3 separate regions of the Mus musculus genome follow, and regions 2 and 3 are each linked to region 1. Evidence: chromatin contacts called from public promoter capture Hi-C data. All regions are on one chromosome and are shown on one strand. Each heading gives the region's core, a stretch centred on a gene start, on an enhancer-like site or on the middle of the called end of the contact. The rest is flanking DNA. Distances are from core to core; before and after follow the strand shown. Region 1 holds the start of Rasa4 (RAS p21 protein activator 4). Region 2 holds the start of Srrt (serrate RNA effector molecule homolog (Arabidopsis)). Region 3 holds the start of Cldn3 (claudin 3).

Region 1 (4,938 bases), core at 1,771-4,270:
CTGGCCTGTGACCCGCCAGAGGGTCCCCTCTGTCTTGCTACTGTGGCCTACCTCAGAGGTTCCGTGGGGTGGAGAACCCTCCTTTTTGCTGCCACTCCAGCGGAATTCAGCCTTGGATGCCTGAGTGAATGGTGTTTCTAGACGGGACCAATCATAGCAAGGGCTCAGAGGTAGGAACATAACAGGGTGGACTGAATAGTGAGGACTGGGAGAATGGCCGAGAAGACGGGAACAGGGTCGCGTGGACAGGTCCCCAGTGTACAGAGCAGGCCCAGCAGCAGTCCTGTTCCCTTCCCATATACTCTCCGCCCTGGTGAGACTTGTGGAAGTGCGCCCCGTCTTCCACCATTCATTCCTTCCTCAAGCCAGTGGCCACTGGCCCGGTCTGGCGACTTGTAGGCCTCTCTATATTTAGGGCCTTGGCTGTTTCTAGACTGGAAGAGGAAGGAGAGGGCAAACCCCGAAATAGCCCTAGGCTTGTCCCCAGGGCCACAGACAGGTTGAAGGAGCCAGTGGGGCACTAGTCACCGTGGGACTCAGCTTTTACCCAGCTGACCTAGGTACCCAGGAGTGGAAGGTAGTCATGAGCAGGCAGAGAGAGGTAGTATTAGAACACTGCTCGCAATGGCAGCTACAGAAGACTAAATACAAAGGGGTCTACAAGTATGGTGGGTGGCACGCTCACATGTCATATACCTTAGGAAGGAGAGGCAGAAGGATGGAGAGTTTGAGACCAGCCTGGGATGCCTGGTGAGGTATGCATCCCGAGGGTGCAGGGAACACTAAGACAATGAGTCACAGTTCCTGTGCTCACACTTGTCAGGGGCTGGCAACCTCCGGAGGCTTCTAGGTGACCAAAATGTCCAAGTGCAAGGACAGAACCTCAGAATTCTTCCCAAAGGCACTAAGGATAGCATCAGATAGGAAATGTGAGAAAGGCCCTGTAGGAGTTTTGGGGAGGGGGGCGTGTCTAAAAGGAATGTCAGAGGGTCTCTAATATTTAAAAGCAGGTTTAGTCAAGAGAGAAGGCCGAATGTGGGGATTGGCAGTTATGAGATGGCTCAAGAGGTGACTTTCAGTTCGAAACTGCATGCCCTCAGCCAGCTACCAGGTGCAAGCACGTGGATGGTGATTAGGGGTCTAAGAAGGGGCGAGTGGGGCAGGCTGAGAAGCAGGGCCAGGAAAGAGATTCCAGAATCAGGACACACGGCCCTGGGTGGCCCCTTTCCTGGGCGTGGAGACCTCTTCTCAGAGTCCCAGAGCCACGGGTGAGGCCCAGGTAGGCACAGCCCAAGAGCTTCTGGAGGTTGGCGCCAGAGCCAGCTGCTGGCAGGGATGGGGAGGAGGTGACAGACGGAAGGGGCTGCTCCTCCCAGCAGACACCAGCCAGAGGAAGCCAAGATGACCTGGTTTACCAATGCCCAGGGAAGGGAGGGGGGCCTAAGGGCTTGCGGGAGGGTGTAGGGGACTGAGAAGGCCTGGAGAGCTGGGGCCCGAGATCCCCTGTGGAGGCTCAACCAGCCTCCACCCTAGAGACCTAATTTCCACTGGAGCCCCTCCTCCCTTTATGCACAGAAACCCACCTTAAGTCAGCCCACCCTCCTCCCTCCCCATTGCCATGGCAACTGCTGAGCTGGCCTCTTCAGGCCCAGGGGGCCTTGAACTGGAACCGCTCCTGGCACTGAGAGTGCTGGGAGAGCCCGCCTGCCCGCCGGAGAGATGAACACACACACACACACACACACACACACACACACACACACACCTCCCCAATTCTCAGTTCTCTGTAGCCAGGAAACCCACCGGGACCCGGAGCGCACTTTGAACCCTAGGCCTCTGCCCCGCCCTTTCTTCGGTTTTATGATCGTGGCTTCTCCCCGACACTAGGATTTCAAGCACTTGGGTCCAGAAAGGGAAACTGAATCTTTGCAAATGAGGACATAAGAAAGCCACGAGACACGTTCTAGGAGTCACGCAGTTGACCTCGGGAACTCACTAAAAACAGTGTGACAAAGGGGTGTCCGAAAGCTCCCCAAATCTGGCGATGGATTAGAGGAAGCTTTATGAAGGACGGTAATGCATTTTAGGAGCCCTAGATTCACGACCTTGCTTTGACACCACCAGCTAACATTTCCTGTCTGTCGGCATCGGTTTTCTAATCTGTAAAGTGGTCCGAGGAGAAATGCCTTGCAGGGAGCGATTAAAGGGAGAGGCCCGGCAAAGTCAAGGGAGACTCTAAATCCTGCCTCTATGCATCCCTCCTGTCCCCTTGACCTACACCCCCACCCCCACTTTTCACACCTGCATGCCTTGCCCAAATGAATAGCGAATAGCGAACAAGTCCGGCGGACAACTCTTGGGGTTGTTATGGACTCCCAAACTACAGAGAGAGGGGGGGACACTCCGCCCCTTTCAGCCACACCCTGGGCAGTTCTTGCGATGCCATCCCAGTGCCAGTTTCAGTCTTTTAAAACTCCTGCCCCCCTATGAGCCCTGGCTTCCTGCTGTTCCCAGGTGGAGAAGCCCCTCCCTTGTCTCTAGCCCTCCGCCTCTAGCTTGCCCCTCCACTCTGTCAGGTATTCACAGCAAATCTCGCTGTCCCCATTTTCGTAGCCAGTCCCCCTCCGTGGCTGTACACGCCACATCCTCTCCGCTGCTCTCCTTGTGGGGAAGCCCTAAGGACCCCCCGCAAAGGTCAAGTATATAAAAGGGGATCCCATCAAAGTTGGGGTGGCCACCACCCGTACCCACTACTCACATGTCCTTGGCGGGCAGATTTTTCCCTTCTACGATTCGGATGGACAGCGAACTGCGCTTGGCCATTGCGGGTCGGCGACGTGGAGGCCTGGCGGGGAGGGGTTCGGACTCATGGGTCCCCTCTCGGGGTAAGGAGGGGGAACAGTGCGAGTGGCGCTGCAGGCAGGCGGGTGCGGAGGCCAGAGAGGGGAGCGCTGGGGCTGAGGGATCTCCGCTACTCCATTCACCCCTCCCCGCCCCTCCTGCGGGGGCGGGGAGACACTGCATGGAAGGACCAATCAGCGTCCTGGATGCCCAGAATGGGCGCGGCCTATGCGGCTTGCGTCCCTCATTGGCCACCTGGAAGGGAGGGCGGGCGGGGCCTGCCCCGAAGTGTAGCTGCTGGCACCCGGAGATTCTTCCACCACCAGGATCCCTCCTGGTGCTCTCGATTCTCAGAGAGAGAGCCCAGGCTCACGGAGGGACCTGGGTGTGCAGCATAGCTGCAAATCCATTAATGGCCGCACGCTGGGAGTAACTTGTCTGTGACAGACCTGGAAAGATGTGAAGACTCAGGCAGTTGGGAAAGTTTGAGGACATCAAATCTGGAAAACAGGATTGTTTGGGGCGTGTTTGTATTGTGGTTTCGTGTGTGTTCAGGTGTGCAGGTAGAGGCCAGAGATCACCCTCCGATTTCATTCTTCAAGATCCGTCCACCATTTATTTATTTGTTTATTTATTTATTTTTGAGACAGGGTTTTTCTGTGTAGCCCTAGCTGTCCTAGAACTCTCTCTACAGACCAGGCTGGGCTCGAATACAAAGATTCACTTGTCTCTGCCTCCCAAGTGTTGGGATTAAAAGCCTGCACCACCACCTCCAGGCTCTGGCTACCTTTTTAAAATTTTTGTTTTTTATTGGCTGATTGATTAGGGTGTGGCTTACATGTTGTGGTCCCAAGTGGAAATCAGAGGACACCCGCAAGAATCTTTTCTTTACTTTCACCAAATGGGTCCCAGGGATCAAATTCAGATTATCAGACTTGGGCAGGAGTCTTTCTACTGACCCATCTCCTCTGCCCCACCTTGTAAGACACAAGGTCTCTCATTGGCTTGAAACCTCCCCAGTAGTCTAGACTGGCTGGCCAGTGAGACTCCAGGATCCACCTTTCTCCATCTTGCCCACTTCTGGAGTTCTTTACAAGAGTTCAACACCATGCCCAGCTATCCATTAGTCCTGGGAACGAGTGATTCTTCTGCTTGCAAAGCAGTTTAGCAAGTGAACCATACTTACCTAGCCCTAGATCTGCATTCCAGCCCGCCATCGCTGCCCATACTGGTGACCAAACCTAGGTCCTTGAGTGTCCTGGTCAAAAATTCTGCTACGAGTGACATCATTTTATTCTTCTTTACCCCAAAATAAGATTCCATTGGGGATACAGACATACATACAGATTTTTTTTTTTTTTTGACACAGGGTTTCTTTGAGTAACCCTGACTGTCCTGGAACTCTATAAACCAGGCTGACTTCAAACTCACAGAGATTCCCCTCGCCTCTGCCTCTCCAAGTGCTGGGAATTAAGGGGTGCGTCATCAGCACCACTCCACCAGATTTTATTATGCTATGTGCACATATGCAGTACCTCTGGAGGCCAGAAGAGGGTATCAGATTCCCCCTGAAATTGGAGCCACCTACTGTAGGTGCTTGGAACCAAACTCTGGTCCTCGGCAAAAACACCAAGCTTTGTTAGTCTCTGATGGGGATCTCACTCTCTACTAAAATAAAATAGCCAAAAGTACCCCCAAGGAATTATTGTTTGTATGTTACTTAAAGACTATAAGATCGGGCTGGAGAGATGGCTCAGTGGTTAAGAGCACCAACTGCTCTTCTGAAGGTCATGAGTTCAAATCCCAGCAACCACATGATGGCTCACAACCATCCATAATGAGATCTGATGCCCTCTTGTGGTGTGTCTGAAGACAGCTACAGTGTACTTACATATAATATAATAAATAGATCTTAAAAAAAAAAGATTATAAGATCACTGAGAAGTGACTTGGTGGAGCAGTTCGTGATCTTCCTGTCCACTGATGGCTTGTCTGGGGAAGAGGGTCTCTGTGTGTAGCCTGTCCTGTCCTGGAGCTCAAGGCAAGCAAGCTTTGAACTTATGGTCCCCCTTTACTTTCCAAGTGGTCAGAATTACA
Region 2 (4,938 bases), core at 1,681-4,180, 1.2 Mb before region 1:
AGGGTCTGCCTCTTCTGTTTCCACCTTCTGGTGCTCTCTTTCTTTGACACCACTTTCTTCCCCAAGACCCAGACACATCTCTTATATCCTTCTCATCCCCACCCCTGCCCCTTCCACCTTCATTGGGCTTCATTTTGAGTCTCCTGATGGTGTGGGAGGGAGGGACCTGATAGCCTCTTTGGTTCCCCTCCACTGCAGGAAATTTGCCCCACGATGCTCAGTGTGTGGTGGGGCCATCATGCCGGAACCAGGTCAGGAGGAGACGGTGAGAATTGTTGCTCTGGATCGAAGTTTCCACATCGGCTGTTACAAGTGTGAGGTGAGGGGGGGTCCCTGGGCAGGAGCGAGAGCTTTGCAGAGCCCGGGAAGCTGGGGGAAAAGCACTGTGGGAAAGTCCCAGGCTAATGAAGGTTTTGTTCTTTCTCACAGGAGTGTGGGCTGCTGCTGTCCTCTGAGGGAGAGTGTCAAGGCTGCTACCCGCTGGATGGGCACATCTTGTGCAAGGCTTGCAGCGCCTGGCGTATCCAAGAGCTCTCAGCCACTGTCACCACTGATTGTTGACTGCTCTGAGAAGTACCTGCTGGGATCTCAGCCCCCGTCCGTCCGTCCGTCACTTCCCCCAACATCTACCCTTAGTGTTTGCCATCAAATGCTGTCTTTTCTTCCTCTCTTCATGAAATAATAATCCCTGGAGCATTTAAAAGCACTTCCAAGTCTGTTCTTTATTGGAGTCTCACAGGATGAGGCTGGTGAAAGCTTGAACTCCAGCACTCAGGAGGCGGAGGCAGAGTGTGAGTTTGAGCCCAGCCTAGTTTACATACTAAGTTCCAGGACAGTGAGGGGCTACATAATGAGATCCTGCATATCTTTTATTAACTCTCATCCTGTACTATTGTTGTTGTTACATAAATTAACCTGTTTACTGTAGGCTAGGGATGTCTCAGATGATTGGATTTCTGCTGGTCTTTCAAGTCCTTCAGACTTCTGATGCCAGATACAACAGCAGAAGTGGTGTCGCAGATCTGGGCTGCACCAGCCACCACAGTGCCAGATGCCAGTGGCCTGTTTTCTTCATCTTGGTCTTGCTCCAGAAGGAACAAATATACCTGGTGTGCTCATCGATTTCAATTTTCCATGCCATTCTCCAGAGGGAGGCATCATCTCGGATCCTATGTTTACTTACGATGCTGACCTGCTCGGTGCATTTAGCCACAGTGCCGTGACATAGGCCAAATGTCAAACAGAGGTAGTTCTCTAAAGGACAAACTGTAAAGTATCCCAGGCTACCCTTGGTTTGAAACATTGCTAGATAGCTGAGGCTGTTCTCGAACCCGGGATCCCTCTGCCCTCATTTCTGCAGTGCTGGGGCTGCAGGAATGTGACACTGCACATGGCTACTTTTCTTGTGGGGGATGGAGGGTGCTGGGGATGGGCCAGAGACTCATATATGCTAAGCACATGCCCACCTGCTGAACAGCACCTTCAGTCTCCCTCTCTCCTTTCTTAGCTTATTTCTTCCTAAACCCAGGTCCTGTCATACGGTAGGCAAGCATTCTATCATTGAGCTGTACGACTCTCATTGCTTCCCTCCTCTTCCTCCTCTACTTCTTTCTTGAGACGGGGCCTTCTTTCTCTGTGTAGCCCTGCCTGGCTGGCCTGGAACTCCCTTTGTAGACTAGGTTGGCCTCCAACTCAGAGATCTGCCTGCCTCTGCCACCAGAGTGCTGGGATTAGAGGTGAGCGCCACCATGCTCCCATCTTCTTGAATTACGTGTGTATGAGCTGGTTGCAAGACTTAAATCCCAGTACTCAGGAGGCAGAGACAGGAAGATCTCTCAGTCTGAGGCCAACCTAGTCTACAAGGGGAGTTCCAGGCCAGCCATGGGGTACACAGAAACCTTGTTTTGGAACAAAATGATGAGTATATGTATCTGTGTATCAGTGTGTGGGTGTGTGTGCATCTGAGTGCAGTGCCCTTGCAGACCAGAAGAGGTGTCAGTTCCCTAGGCACTGGAGTTAACAGTCTGTGAGCAGCCAGCCACATGGGAGCTGGGACTCCAACTCTGATTTTCTGCAAGACCAGGAAGTGCTCTTACACACTGGACCGGCCTCTTTGGAAAATGTTTTTGAGAAAGGGTTTTAGAAAATTGTCAAGGCTGGCTTTGAACTCATTTTGCAACCCCTGAATTTGATTCTGCTTTGACTTACTGAGTAACTCGGGTTACGCCTGTGCCAACGTAACTGTCTGCTAAGTTTTTAAAATGCCCCCTTGTAAATACACCTTATTAGATGCTGGGATTTTTCATTCTTTTCTGGGAGCAAGACAGTGGCATGCTCCCTTGTTTAGCTTAGTATTCTATTCATGGAAAAGGGCTTACTGTTATCTTAGGGATTTCAACTGGAAACTAGTGGATCCTGGTGGTTGTTTCCAGACTGCAATGTAAAGACTCCCATTAAAGAACTGGGCATTAAGATCGAGGTTTACACTTTTGCATGAGTATTAGGCTCCTCTGTCCAAGACAAGCAGGAAGAACGCATTTTATAAGTAGCACATACTGTATTTTTTTGCAGGAGAAAATGGTGGGAGGAGATGCCTCTAAAATGGTTGCTTCTATGAATTATTCCCTAGACATCCATCGTCCCCAAACCCCTCGATAGCAAATCCGCCCTTGAGGAGGTCAAGAGGTGCCCCAGCCCAGGGCTATTGCAAAGCAACCTTTGGATGCAAACTAGCTCCTACCCAGGATACCTTACGGGAGTGACACTTAACTTCTCCAGTGCCCTCCTTTTCAAGTAGGCACGAGCACGTTCAGAAGGCCTGGCTTGGCCCAGCTCAACTTCCGTAGCTCCGAGAAGCTGGGGCGATTTTGTCGCAAAACCACGCGAGACTTCCGCGTCTCCACCCTCTTCCCGTCATTCTTTTAATCTCGGAGTTTTAGTTTGGTCCGGGGGTCTTGTTTTGTAGTTGGAGGCCGAGCTCCGGGAGTGACGTAGGACGCGCGCGCGCCTCCTTGCCCCCCCCCCCCCCCCGCGGTCCCGCTCTTCTCTTCCCCTTCGTCTCCGGGCTGAGAATCCCAGCGTCTCCTTCCAACCCTCTTTGTGGTCCATTGTCGCTCGTTCCGGTCCGCCCGGAAAACAAGCCCGCCGGCGCGCGCTTCCAACGGCCCCGACCGCTGCCAGGTGGGGGAGGGGAAGGAAAGGCCCGGGCGGCGGGATTGCGAGGAGAGGACCGTGCCCGGGGGCTTCGGGGGTGGACGAGGGGGAATCCGTGGGGACAGTGAAACTGTCGGAGCGATCGCCCTGCCCGGGATGGCAGGCCGGCCTCGGCGGGAGGGAGGCGGGCGTGCTGTCCCCGGGGGATTGTCCCTCCTCTGGTCCTTGTTCATCATCACCGTGTCTACCCGCCGCCGGGCCCCAGGCCTCCTCTGACAGCACCATGGGTGACAGTGATGATGAATACGACCGAAGACGCAGGGACAAATTTCGAAGAGAGCGCAGCGATTATGACCGTTCCCGGGAAAGGGATGAAAGACGGCGAGGGGACGATTGGAATGACCGGTGAGACAGTATTAACGTCCATACCCCGCCCCGTACAACCCTTCCGCGCCACAATTTTTCTTTTCGTTTCCTTTTTTGTCTTTACCTTACAAAATCTTATTAGGATGCAGTTTACCGTTGAGCCATTTCTGTAGTTTCAGTCTATTCACCGTTGGCTCAGATTTTGAGCTTTTAACCAAAGTGACGGTCAGTATTAGTGCTGGACAGGAGCTCCGCACAGCTGGTTGGACTGCATCTTCCGTGCAGGCTACATAGGGAGACACAATCTCAAATCCAAATATTAAGAAAGCACAAACTGACCAAAGTGAGATTGGCCCGAAACTCTTTAGGTAGCTCAAGATGACATTAAACTTCTGAATTAAGGAAGTATTCTACCACATCCTGTTTAAGAGTTTTTTGAAAGGATTTTTAAAACAGGTAATTGAGATAAGAAATGTGCAAGTGCATTTCTTCTTTTATATAATAAAACGTTCATGGGGGTTTGCTTACATTATGTCTATGCACCTCATTCGTTCCTGGTGCCCGAGGAGGCCAACAGAAGGCTTTAGATCCTCTGGGAAATGGGCAGGAAAGATGGTTGTGAATTGCTTTGTGGGTGCTGGGACTCAAAGCCTAGTCCTCCGCAAGAGGAGCCAACCAAGAGTGGTTAAAAGGAGTGCATTTAACTACTGAGCCAGCTCTCTACCTCTCTTCCTTTTTAAATCCAGAGGTGAAGTAAAAACAACAAAAACAAAGCCAGTTTAGTGAGTTAAGCGCCATAGCTCAACTTGAAAACAGATTTCTTTATTTTTAAAGATTTATTTGTTTGAGTGCTCAATTTGCATGTACATCTGCATGACAGAATAGGGCATCTGGTCCCTGTAGTTGTTGCTGGGATTTGAACTCATGACCTGGATAAGCAGCCAGTGCTCTTAACTGCTGAGTCATCTCTCAGTTTCTTTAGAGGGATTTGAAATGACTTTGAGATAGAATTTAAGAGGTTGAGACCAGCCAGGGCTACATGGTGAGACTCCCTTTCACGAAACAAGTATGAAATGAAGGGAAAGCCTGGAAAAGAGGAAGCCTAGTGTGGGTGTGATTGTGAGAGTGTGTGGATGGTATATGCAAATGAGTGTGATTTATGGGGCCTACAGCTAGAGGAACAAGCATCTGTGAGTGGCTTGCCACGTGTGCTAAGAGGAGCCGCACATGGGTCCCTTGTAGGATTAGCAAGAACCCTTAACCACTGAGTCAGTTCTCCAGCACGTTATCAAAAATTAATTATTTAGCTTTTGGTATGTTTTTTGAGACAGAGTTTCTCTGTACAGCCTTGACTGTCCTGGAACTCACTCTGTAGACCAGACTGGCCTCGAACTCAAGAGATCTACCTGCCTCTGCCTC
Region 3 (4,938 bases), core at 1,457-3,956, 1.1 Mb after region 1:
TCCTGGCTAAACTGGAACTTACTACATAGACCAGGGTGGTCTCCAACTCACAGAGATCTTCCTGCCTCCACTGTGCTGGGATTAAAGCCATGCTCCAACATGCCCCCTCCCCGCTTTTTGAGACAGCTCACGTAGTCCAGGCTAGCTTTGAAATTGATATGTGAAGCAGGCATGGTAGTCAGTCTGGTCTACATGAGTTCCAAAACAGCCAGGGCTCTGTAGAGAGACTCTGTCAACAAACAAACAAACAAACAAACGAAAGAGAAAGAGAGAAAAGAAAAGGAAAATAAAGAAAAATGAAGTTGGTCAGTGGTGACACACACCCTTAACCCTAGCACTAGGGAGGCAGAGAGGCAGGCGGATCTCTGAAAGTTTGAGGCCAGCCTGGTCTACAGAGTGAGTTCCAGGACAGCCAGGGCTACACAGAGAAACCCTGTCTCAAAGGAGAAAAGAAAAGAAAAGAAAAGAAAAGAAAAGAAAAGAAAAGAAGAGGAAAAGAAGAAAGGAAAGGAAAGGAAAGGAAAAAGGAAAGGAAAGGAAAGAAAAAGGGAAAGGAAAGAAAAGAAAAAAGGAAAGGAAAGAGAAAAGAAATTTCTAAGTGTTAGAGAGGCCAACCTTGAACTACATTTCCACCTACACTTTCCAGACGATGTCACCCTTTTAAAGCCTAGGAAGCCAGGGACCTGTCCCCCTCCAAGAGCCCCGCCTCAGTTCCCTTTACCTTGTCCAAGAGGTGCCTCCAGTCTCAATATTGTTTAAAGCTGGGTCCCTCCCTCCCTTGAGGGCACTGGGAAGAAGGTGGGGTGGCCTTTCCCCTCATCTCTCCACCTCCAAGTCAGAAGACTTTGCCAAATGTCCCTTTTAGGTGTCCCCCAACACTCCCAGTGCTGGGAATGGAACCCAAGCCCCATGCATGCTACACAAGTGTCCTACCACTGAGCCACATCCCCACCGTCTGTCTGAATGGCAGTCCTTTAGGTGAGGCATTTGGTCTGAACAATAGGTCTTTTTGTTCCACGTCTCCAAATATGAAATCTCGGTAGAGAATGTAATTCTTTAGCTTGCACATCAGCTACCCCAAATGCCCGGAGCAAGGCTGTGGATACAAGCACAAACCAACTAGGCTGTCCCAGAGAAGAGTCCCTGTGTTCTTCCCCTTGCCCCTCTCCAGCAGAGTTCCTCATACGCCCTCTGGCTGGATTGCTAGATAAACCTCGCTCGCCATAGGGTCTGTGGAGATCAGTGCTGGGATATCTCCCAAGTGTTACCCACCTAGTGAGCACAAAAACTCATGTGTACCCCCACTTTCTCCTTACTCAACCTGTGAAGCTGTTTAAAGCTCGCTGCCCGTGATGAGGGCTATTCGAGGGACAGTCCCCAGCAGGTGCCCCGTAGGGGAGGTGGTAGCCTGTGCGGTGGCGTTCAGGATAAGGAAGCTCCAGCGACTGCAAAAAACGAAAGACTTTTATTGAAAAATATGAAATGGCCCGTTTCATGGTTTGCCTGTCTCTGCCCACTGTGAGCTTCTGCGGGGCTGGCAAGTAGCTGCAGTGGCCACCCCAGCCCAGTTCTTGGGAAGGGCGAGGTTTCTTTGTCCATTCGGCTTGGACAGTTCCTAGGCCCGGTAGTCAGGTGGCAGCCGGAGAAGGGGAGATGCCAGCCTGTCTGTCCTCTTCCAGCCTAGCAAGCAGACTGTGTGTCGTCTGTCACCATCTGGAAGGTGGGGTGGTCTCAGACGCGAGGCTGCACGCTGGACGGGTGGGGTTCATCGACTGCTGGTAGTGGTGACGGTACGGTCTGCGTGCACCCGGCCCCTCAGACGTAGTCCTTGCGGTCGTAGGCGGTGCCGGTACCGGTGCCAGGGCCGGTGGATCGCGGCGCAGAATAGAGGATCTTGGTGGGTGCATACTTGTCGCGCGGTGGGCAGGAGCAACACAGCAAGGCGCCCCCTAGCAACTGCAGCGCGGCGGCAGCCCAGCCCACGTACAACCCAGCTCCCATCTCCCGCTTCTGGGCCTCGGGCACCAACGGGTTATAGAAATCCCTGATGATGGTGTTGGCCGACCAGGACACCGGTACTAAGGTGAGCAGAGCCGCCAACAGGAAAAGCACTCCCGCCACGATGGTGATCTTGGCCTTGGCCGTCTCGTCTTGTACGCAGTTGGTACACTGGGCGCCCACGAGCGCCACGAGGAGCCCGAAGGCGGCCAGCAGGATGGACACCACGATGAGGGCTCGGGCGGCCTGCAGGTCCTGCGGCAGGGCCAGCAGCGAGTCGTACATTTTGCACTGCATCTGACCGGTGCTCTGCACCACGCAGTTCATCCACAGGCCCTCCCAGGTGATCTGCGCCGTGATGATGCTGCTGCCGATGAAGGCCGAAACGCGCCACATGGGAAGGGCGCAGCACACGATGGTGCACAGCCAGCCCAGCACGGCCAGCGACGTGCCGGTGATCTCCAGGCCCATGGACATGGCTGCTGGACTTGAACCGGCTCGGCCGGGCAGCTCAGGGGACTGGGAGACCAGGGATCGCGGCCGCTGGACCTGGGAATCAACTGCCCTTCGAAAACTGACGGACGTCTGTCGCCGGGAACGACGGGTGGGTGGCAAAGGACGGAGCGCGCTTAACGGCTCCTCTCCTGGGGCTCGCACAGAGACTGCCCCTGCACCTGCCTGTGGCTTTGGAGACTGGCTTCTGAGACTGGGTTGGCTCTGGGATGGGGTGGGTTGGACTTAGCTTGGTGCCTAGAGGAGGAGGGTGGAGCTCGCTCTTCTGGCCCAGGGGACAGTGACGTGTGTCCCGTCCAGTCCGGTCCGTCCTCCCCAACCCCCTTCACCATAGGAGAAAGGATTTGGCTAGAACCTCAATGCTGAAGTGTATGTGTTGTGTGTGGCGGGGGTGGGGGTGGGGTGGGAGAGTGTGTATCGAAGGAGGGCGGGGTCGTCTAAGCTCCCTCCCTTCCCAACCTCCCCAAGCTCCTTAAGCATAACGAATTCTCTAGAGCTATACAGAGTGGGAGGGGCGCTTCAAGGATTTGAAGTGCAAATCACCAATTGTAAACTGCTTGACTCTCTTGTCCCCCACCTCCGTCTTCTTTAGCGCGGGAGGCGTAGGATGGAGGCGCGGCCAATTCCTCTGGACAACCCGGACTGGGAGGACCTAGGTGGGGGCGTGGCTGAGGCTGTTTGTCGCCGTAGGTGGATGGAATTGTAGCACCTGCTCCAAGTCCCTCAGGCTTTGACACAAGCACTCTGGCCTTGTCCAAGTGCAACCTGATATACAGAACTCTGAAACCAGGGACAACGACCACCTGCAGAGCCCACTCTGCACCTCAGGGACCGGTGTTGAGTTCAAATTCTTGTCCAGCACCCTCATGTGACCTGGGCTGGTGGCAAGCCTACATGGCTTAGCTCAAATGCCCGCCCACCTAGAAGCTGCTTTCCCCCACGGAGGTTCTCTAGATGGAGTCTTGTTTTCTTTCCTTTGGGGGTGGGGGCGGGGCAGAGTGAGTACCAGGGTGAGTGAACAGTGGGAAAGAGATTTGATACACATGAGAAAAAAAAAAGACGTCTAGCCAGGTGTGTTGGCTCCTGCCTGAGGCTGAGGCAAGCAGACAGCTGTGAGTTCAAGGCCAGATACAGCGAAACTGTGTCTCACAACTCCTGTGCAGAAGCCCTGTGCAGCATGCCATGCCTGTAGTCCCAGAGCTTGGGAAAGTGGAGGCAGGCAGGAGTTCAAGACCATCTTGGCGACACGGAGAATTCAAAGCCAGATGGGCTACATGAGACCCTGGCTCAAACAAGCTACAAAGTAACACCAAAAAAGCCCCCAAAACACCAATTCCTTTTGCCTCCGGACACTGACTCCCCTGCCGCACACCTTGGGGTGGCGCATGCTCCGACTTCTCCCGTTGCCTCTTCCCTTCACCTCAGCTAGGATACAGCTCTTTTGGTTTAGTTTCCTATACATCCTCTTCGAGGACCCGTGCTTGGGGTCCTTTCTCCATGAGACACTCCTACAGCTCTCCGCATAGCTCACTGACCTCGCTTCATAGTTTCAGAGGCTGGAGATGGAGCTCAGTGGCTAGAGTGCTTGGCCAGCCTGCACGAAGCCTCTGGTCTGTCCCTGGCACGGAATAAACCCTAATAGATGGATGGCACTTCAGCAAGCACCACACCGAGATCCTCCCCAGCTGATTTGGAGGTCAGTGTGGGTGGCTTGGAACCCTGCACCCAAATAGAAACAGGACAACAAAATCGTCCCAGCTTCTTACCCACAATGCCACGTTCTTTTTCTGTTTTGTTTTGTTTTGTTTTGTTTTCGAGACAGGGTTTCTCTGTTGTAGCCCTGGCTGTCCTGGAACTTGTGCTGTAGACCAGGCTGGCCCGGAACTCACAGATCCACCTGCCTCTGCTTCCCATGTGCTGGAAGCACTGTTCTCTTTGCCACTTTGATACCTTTGTTTTCTTTCATATTTGACATTATCTAAAGTGGCCTCTGGCTTTCCTTTCTTCCCCCCTCCCTCCTTTTCTCTCCCTGCTTTCCTTTTTTCTCTCCCTCCCGCTCCCTCCTCCCGGTCCCCCCCACCCCGCCCCCTCCACTCCTCCCCGCCCCAGGGTGGCCTTAAACTCCAGGTTGTTTTGCCTCCCCTGCACAAGTGGCAAGCTTCTTTGTGAGAGAGGCCACGCTTGGTTTCTCATTTATTTGTTTCTTTGTCTCTGCTCCGGTCTGTTACCACCACCAGGACATTCAGAATGTTCCAAGGACAAACATTTTTGCCTGTTTTATTATGTGACACTCCCGATGCCTAGAACAGGGCTGGGTGCTCTGAGAGGTAATTGACTTAGCACTTTCCCTTGTTTCAGCAACCTGTCCTGCCAGGGCTCTATGTCCAGGGATGACCTCGTGTTGTGAGGGCCCCAGGGGCTTTGCAA

Evidence for each region. Promoter capture Hi-C pulls out the DNA fragments that hold promoters and counts their contacts.
Region 2: a contact with region 1 is called in a promoter capture Hi-C map of liver, with 2.1 times the contacts expected there. The contact joins the promoter of Srrt here to the promoter of Rasa4 in region 1. A contact is called at or near these places in 3 of 39 promoter capture datasets (liver and pre-B cells) and 1 of 115 datasets of contacts at active chromatin or transcription factors (pancreatic cancer cells).
Region 3: a promoter capture Hi-C map of neural stem cells shows a contact between it and region 1. The contact joins the promoter of Cldn3 here to the promoter of Rasa4 in region 1. A contact is called at or near these places in 1 of 39 promoter capture datasets (neural stem cells) and 1 of 115 datasets of contacts at active chromatin or transcription factors (pancreatic cancer cells).

What each region holds. Positions count from the first base shown.
Region 1 is chr5:136,081,998-136,086,935 of GRCm38.p6, reverse strand. It overlaps Rasa4 (RAS p21 protein activator 4), which reads right to left and starts at 3,020. Exons shown (of 21, transcript NM_133914.3): 1 at 2,759-3,020. The coding sequence starts at 2,823.
Region 2 is chr5:137,305,666-137,310,603 of GRCm38.p6, reverse strand. Srrt (serrate RNA effector molecule homolog (Arabidopsis)) reads left to right here and starts at 2,930. Exons shown (of 20, transcript NM_031405.2): 1 at 2,930-3,180; 2 at 3,419-3,558. The coding sequence starts at 3,437. It overlaps Trip6 (thyroid hormone receptor interactor 6), which reads left to right. Exons shown (of 9, transcript NM_011639.3): 8 at 199-319; 9 at 430-705. The coding sequence ends at 561. It also overlaps the pseudogene Gm43013.
Region 3 is chr5:134,983,982-134,988,919 of GRCm38.p6, reverse strand. Cldn3 (claudin 3) reads right to left here and starts at 2,706. Exons shown (of 1, transcript NM_009902.4): 1 at 1,444-2,706. The coding sequence starts at 2,475. The coding sequence ends at 1,816. Wbscr25 (Williams Beuren syndrome chromosome region 25 (human)) reads left to right here. Exons shown (of 5, transcript NR_026907.1): 5 at 1,330-1,487.